2 separate regions of the Sus scrofa genome follow, and region 2 is linked to region 1. A link is a contact called in public promoter capture Hi-C data. All regions are on one chromosome and are shown on one strand. The core of a region is the stretch at or near the end of the contact, and the rest is flanking DNA. Distances in the headings are between cores, read along the strand shown. Region 1 holds the start of AP2A1 (AP-2 complex subunit alpha-1). Region 2 holds the start of PTOV1 (prostate tumor-overexpressed gene 1 protein).

The links. Promoter capture Hi-C pulls out the DNA fragments that hold promoters and counts their contacts.
Region 2: a promoter capture Hi-C map of fetal liver shows a contact between it and region 1, with 2.5 times the contacts expected there. The contact joins the promoter of PTOV1 here to the promoter of AP2A1 in region 1. A contact is called at or near these places in 2 of 5 promoter capture datasets (fetal liver and liver), 5 of 47 Hi-C or Micro-C datasets (heart right ventricle, liver and skeletal muscle) and 1 of 2 datasets of contacts at active chromatin or transcription factors (alveolar macrophages).

Annotation. Positions count from the first base shown.
Region 1 is chr6:54,784,953-54,788,103 of Sscrofa11.1, reverse strand. It overlaps AP2A1 (AP-2 complex subunit alpha-1), which reads right to left and starts at 1,567. Exons shown (of 23, transcript XM_021094760.1): 1 at 1,339-1,567. The coding sequence starts at 1,405. TSKS (testis-specific serine kinase substrate) reads left to right here and starts at 2,893. Exons shown (of 11, transcript XM_021094752.1): 1 at 2,893-3,151.
Region 2 is chr6:54,863,960-54,867,110 of Sscrofa11.1, reverse strand. It overlaps PTOV1 (prostate tumor-overexpressed gene 1 protein), which reads right to left and starts at 1,519. Exons shown (of 12, transcript XM_003127351.5): 1 at 1,149-1,519. The coding sequence starts at 1,319.

The sequences.
Region 1 (3,151 bases), core at 318-2,817:
GGACACCCAGCAGAGGCCACTCCTCAGATCCAGCCAAATAACCAGAAGAAAAGCCAAGATCTATCTAGAGCCTGGGATGTGTGAAAAGGCCTCACTCACATATGGCGTCACAACAGCCTCATCAGGAAGGTGCCATCAGCAGTCCCTCCTGACAGAGGAGGAAACAGAGTCCCTCAATTCAAGGTCACAGGGCTAGGAAGCGTCAGCGCTCCGACACCAACTCAAGCCTGGCTGACCCCAGAGCCCGTGCGGATACAGCCTCTGAAGCTCTTGGCAGCTCTAAACGCCAACACCCGCTCCCAGGAGCTGGGCGCTGACTTGGCACCAGGCCTCCCATAGTCACGACCATCCTTCCTGCTGGTGATCACTGTCCCCGTATTGATGTGGTCAGATGGGAGAGGGCTCCAGATTCAGGCCTGTCCTGCTCCCTGACCCATGACCCTGCTCTGGGACCAGGCTTCCTCCATCCCCCACTTCCCAGATCTCTTCCTCACAAATTCCTAAGGCCCCTAACCCCTTCTTTGAAATAGGGGTTCTCCTGCTTCTGGCACATCCTCTAAGCCCCCACATTGTAATATCCTCTCCTTTCCAAGCCCCCCAGGCCCCTGTCTCAGGCTCTCCAAAGACTCCACCTGCAGGAAGCGCCTCGAAGTAACCCCTCTTGTTCCTTCTCCATTGACCTCCGTGTTTCCTAAGAAATCTTCCATCCTGGAGCCCCTCTATCCCTCACCAGGGTCCCGCTATAGTCCCCCACCTTCCCATCCCTCCTCCCCAAACCCCTGGGACTTTCTATCACTCTAAAGTCCTCTCTATAAACTATAAACGAGCTGGGCACCTCGGTGACCTATCTAGCCCCTTCCCCTCTATGACACCCCCTCACCCAAGCTCTCAAGCCTGGCTTCCTGTGTTTCAGGTCTCCCCGTTCCCACTGGCCCCCTCCCACTCTATCGCTCCACAGGGTACCCCCAACCACCCAGCCATGCACCTCCTTTCTTTTCTGTCTACATCAGGGATTTCTCTGACCCCATGGCTAATGCGATCTCCTAGCTTTCTTTCATCCCCAGGGGACGCCTCTACGCCCCATCTCCGGGACTTTACTAGCGTCCTTTTCATTAAGACCCTCCCGGACGCCTCTAGCCACTCCGTGTCGTCACCTGAAGAGGCACAGTAAGACACTCTAAGACCCTCCATTACCCCCACCCTAAAGTTCCCCCCGCGGCCTCTCTATCCTCTCACTCTACGACCCCAATGGACTTCTATCCCCTAGGCCCTTCTGTAACCCCCGAGCCCCTCAATTCCACGCTTCCCCCGCCCAGGGTCCCCCGGCCGCGCTCTCACAGTTCCGGATGTCGGAGATGAACACCGCGAGCCCCCGCATCCCATCGCCCTTGGACACGGCCGGCATGATGGCGGTGGTGTCGGCTCCAGGCCTGGCCGGGCAGGGCACAGCGCAGCGGGGGCTGGCAGGCGGGGACCTGAAGGAAAGGACCCCAAGCAGCGCCGAGGAGCCTAGCCGGCCAAGGGGGAGGGCGGGCTGGCGGGCGGGCGGGCGGGCAGGCAGGCCGCGTCTCCGCCCCCGGTCCCTCCCCTCCCAGCCGCCATCCTGAGCTCTCAGCTGCCCATTGGCTCGAATTACTGCCGTTCAGGCGCGGGTTCATCCCCACTCCCTCTCTCATTGGTGGCAGGACAAAGGTACGCCGTTACGATTGGTCCAGCACCCCCGTATTTCCGTTCGGGAGAGCGGGGTCGGGGCGTTGCTCGAGAGACGGGCGGAGTTAGGTTACGTACAGTTGGACCGCCCCCTCCGCGCGGCCGGGGCCAATACTGATTGGATCCGGTCGCTCTCCTAGAAGGGAGGGATTGACGTGAGGGAGGGCGGGGGGAGCGGGCTTGAGGAGGCGGGACTTGTGGTGACTGAGGCCAATAGATGGGCAGATCGCCCCCGCAGGCGTTGGGGATTTGCCCGACCTGTCCTACTCCCCCCCCGATTGGGCTGTTATGGGGGCGGGAGGAGAGCCACGATCCGTAGAGAACGAAGGAGAACGGGGGTTGTCGCTCAGCTGGGCTGGGATAGGTGGAGCAGCGCCTGCAATTCCCTGCTGCAGAGAAGGGGTTGGGAGGGGCAGGAGAGCGTGAGGTGTTTACTGCGCAAGCGTCGTTCTGATCCTCTTTCTCCCTACTCTTCACCACGCATTACTCCTTAAATCTTCCCGGAAGACGTTCCTTACCCCTTGTCTAGCGGCCAAGATGTTGGGACCTAATTTGTCCGGAGACCGAGTGTCTCAGAGCGGAGGAAACACTAATTCAAGTCTAGTCGCATTAAGCAGAGGTTAAAACTGAGGTCCAGAGAGGTTGAATGACTTGCCCAAGGTCACACAGCTCAGAAACGGCAGAGCCTGGGTTTAAAGTATATTTTGGCATTTAACCACTTGTTTTGCTTTTTAGGGCCGCACTTGTGGCATAGGGAAGTTCCTAGGCTAGGGGTGGATTCAGAGCTGGAGCTGCCAGCCTACACCACAGTGATGGAGGATCCAGGGGCCCTCTGTGACCTACACCACAGTTCCCAGCAATGCCAGATCCTTAACCCACTGAGCGAGGCCAGGGATGGAACCTGCATCCTCACGGATACTAGTTGTGTTGTGTGTGTGTGTGTGTGTGTGTGTGTTTAGAGCCGCACTGGCAGCATATGGAGGTTCCCAGGCTAGGGGTCGAATCAGAGCTACAGCTGCCAGCCTACACCACAGCCGCAGCAATGTCAGAGCTGAACGCATCTGCAGCCTACACCACAGCTCACGGCAACACCGGATCCTTAACCCCCTGAGCAAAGCCAGGAATCGAACCTGCAACCTTATGGTTCCTAATCGGATTCGTTTCCGCTGCGCCACGATGGGAACTCCAATAGTTGTGTTCGTAACCTGCTGAGCCACAGTGGGAACTCTGACATTTAACTGTTTTCCAATTATGCAATGCCTTTTTTCTTTTCTTTGCAACCACACCACCAGTAAACACACCAAATCAAAACTGTGAGTCTCTCCACCAAACTTGGAGCTCCTCAACCAGAAGGGGACTGACGAACGTTGCTAAAAGGAATGGGGGGATCTGCTATGTTTGGCCCAACCACCACCCCTTGGCGCCCCGGAGACTTTCTTTG
Region 2 (3,151 bases), core at 270-2,769, 79 kb before region 1:
TCTCCCCTGGAAGAGCAGAAAGCGCATCAAGATGCAGGACCACGTTTAAGGATGAGACCTAAGTGCGATCCCACAGGAGAACTCACACCTAGGCAGGGGAGGGCACGATTTGGCTGTTTCTCCGACCTGGGATGTGTTGTTTACTGCACAGGAAGCCCATTTAGTACTTGGAGGGAGGATAGAAGCCTCAGGGTGCATGTTTAAGGACTCAGGAGGCGCTTCTGAACCAGTAGACACAAATGCTAAGAAAGGGGGAAGGCGGCGGAGGGAAGGATTACTTTTAAATTTAGACAGACGTTCAGAGTCCGGATGGCTACGTATAAAAGTCCATGACACATTTTTAAGGCTCATGCAGACCTGCCACAGCTCCCCGCCAAGCACAACGCCGGGGCAGAATGTTTTAAGACAGCTTGAGCGCCAGGATAGAACGCGCATCCCCGCGAGAGTGTCACGGTTCGGCAGTCCGTGAAGCATTGAGATGTGGCTTTACCGCTCCAGAAAACCTTATAGAGCTTTCTGAGAAGTGTATGCATGTTTCATGGCTGGCGAAGCATCTGTAACTTAGGGTACCTGCGAAGCTAGATGTCGAAGCCTGCAAAGCTAGACTTGCAGCGATCGGTAGGGGCATCCCACATCTGCGCGAGCGTGCAAATAAATCCTGGGCGCACACGCCACGGGCGCCGTGGAGGGGCGCGTGGGCCCGAGGAGAACGCCCCCGAGGGCAACACCTGGGCGCGCGCGAGTGCAAGACGCGAAGCCCCCACTCGCCGCCGTCCCCCAACCCCCTCCCCCATTTCCAGATTTCCTGCCGGGAGAGCGAACAACTTTCCCATTGGAAAAACAAGCGCGCACGCTGCCCGCCCCCCACCCCGCGTTTAAATCAGGCCGCGGAGTCAGCAGTAATCTGAGCGCTCCCCGCCCCCGTACCCCACCCCCGCCACCCCGGCCCGAAGGCGAAACAAAGGGGAGAGACCGGCGCGTACCACCTGAGGGGTTTCACGGGGGAAGCCGGCCCCAGGCGGGACCAGCCTTCGGGCCACCCGAAAGACCCCTAAGAGAAGTGGGTCGCGGACAAAGACGCCTGCCGGGGAGAGGGGCCTGCGGGGGCGGGGCCGTGGAAAGCTCTGGAAAAAGGGCGGGGGGCTCACCATGGGAGGGGCCGAGCGAGCCCGGATCCGCGGCGGCTGCGGACCCCGGGGACTGGCGGGCCAGGAGCGCGAGCGGGCGGCGCGCACCGTGAGGAGCGGCAGGGGTCGGCCGCGACCCCCGAGGGGGCCCCCAGCGCCGGAGCGGTGCGGGGCGCGGCGCGGACGGACCATGGCGGGCGTGGGCCGAGCGGGCTGGGGGCTGCCACGGGCCGCACGGGGGGCTGCGGGTTCCACCGACTGAGGGGCGAGGGCGCGCGGCTTCGGGGGAGACGGGCTGGGCTGTACCAAACGCGGAGGACGCGCCGCTGGAGAGGGGTTGCTGCGGCCAAACCACTGTGGTGAGCGGGGGAGCGCGGCGCCTACCAAGAGCGTCTGCGAGGGGGCGTGGCCGGCGTGTACCAAAATAGAGCTAGGGGAGCCCCGGGAAAAGGAGAGGGTGTGGGGGGCGGGGAATTCGACAATTGGAAGATACTATGGGCCGAAGGGGAGGGACCCAGAGGACGTGAAAGAAACAACTTCGGCGGGGGCGTGGCAGGAAAGACCATGCCGAAGCGTCACGGGGGGGGCGAGAGGAACGTAGAGGACGATACCAAGATCGGGATGGGGGGTGACATACCGGGAGACCGTACCCTGAGTCCCAGACCCTCGGAGCCGGGAGACTATATCAAGACACATCAGGAAAAGGGGGAGGAAGGAGTAACAGACCTGGGGGCAACGGAACCTACGTAGAAGTTTGGGGATACGGATCGTACCAGGCCTAAGGCGAGGACTTGAAGGCTGTGACGTGGCTAGGTGGGCCAGGGACCACAACTCCCAGCGATCCCCGCGCGGTATGGGCGGAGCCAGAGGTCCCTGGGAGACACTGCCAGTGATATCTGCGTGCCAACTGGCCCCCGCGCCTTAGGCTCCACACGCCTCCCTCCGCACCTCCTCCGGCTTCTTGCCACCCGCCTTTCAGGGCCATTCATTGATTCGCTCATTCACTCAAGAATTAAACGACTGTGTATTCACTTACTAGAAGTTGTGTAAGATTTCTTGTTTCAATTTCCCTGTTTCTTAAATGTGGGTAATAACTAACCATTCATTCATTGATTCTCTCATTCACTCAAGAATTTAACGACTGCGTATTCACTTACTAGAAGTTGTGTAAGATTTGTTTCAATTTCCCTGTTTCTTAAACGTGGGTAATAGTTAACCCCAAACGGTTATGAGGAACAAATGAATTAAGAAAATAGGGAGTTCCCGTCGTGGCGCAGTGGTTAACGAATCCGACTAGGAACCATGAGGTTGCGGGTTTGGTCCCTGCCCTTGCTCAGTGGGTTAAGAATCCGGCGTTGCCGTGAGCTGTGGTGTAGGTTGCAGACGCGGCTCGGATCCCGCGTTGCTGTGGCTCTGGCGTAGGCCGGTGGCTACAGCTCCAATTCAACCCCTAGCCTGGGAACCTCCATATGCCGCGGAAGCGGCCCAAGAAATAGCAACAACAACAACAAAAAAGACAAAAAGACAAAAAAAAAAAAAAAAAGAAAGAAAATATTAGGGGAGTTCCCCTTATGGCTCAGCGGTCAGCGAACCCGACTAGCATCCATGAGGAATGGGGGTTTGATCCCTGGCCTCGCTCGGGGGGTTAAGGATCCGGCGATGCCGTGAGCTGTGATCGCAGACGCGGCTCGGATCCTGAGTTGCTGTGGCTACAGCTTCGATGAGACCCCTAGCCTATAAACTTACATATTCCGCGGGTGCGGCCCTAAAAAGAGAGAAAAAAAAAAAAAAAAGACCAAAATAAAATAAAATATTAGGAAAGGTATTTGGTACAGTAATGACCTAAAATGGTAATTTTTCTTTTTCTCCTTTTAAAACCATTAGTAGCACCGTTTCCACTTCTATGCTGGGCAACGAGTATACTGTGATGACCAAAACAAACCAGGTCCATTGTAAAAAAGTAATCGCAGTTTGTGGTTAAGTGGTATAAAGAGAACAAACACACAGGAGAGTGGGGTGGTGAC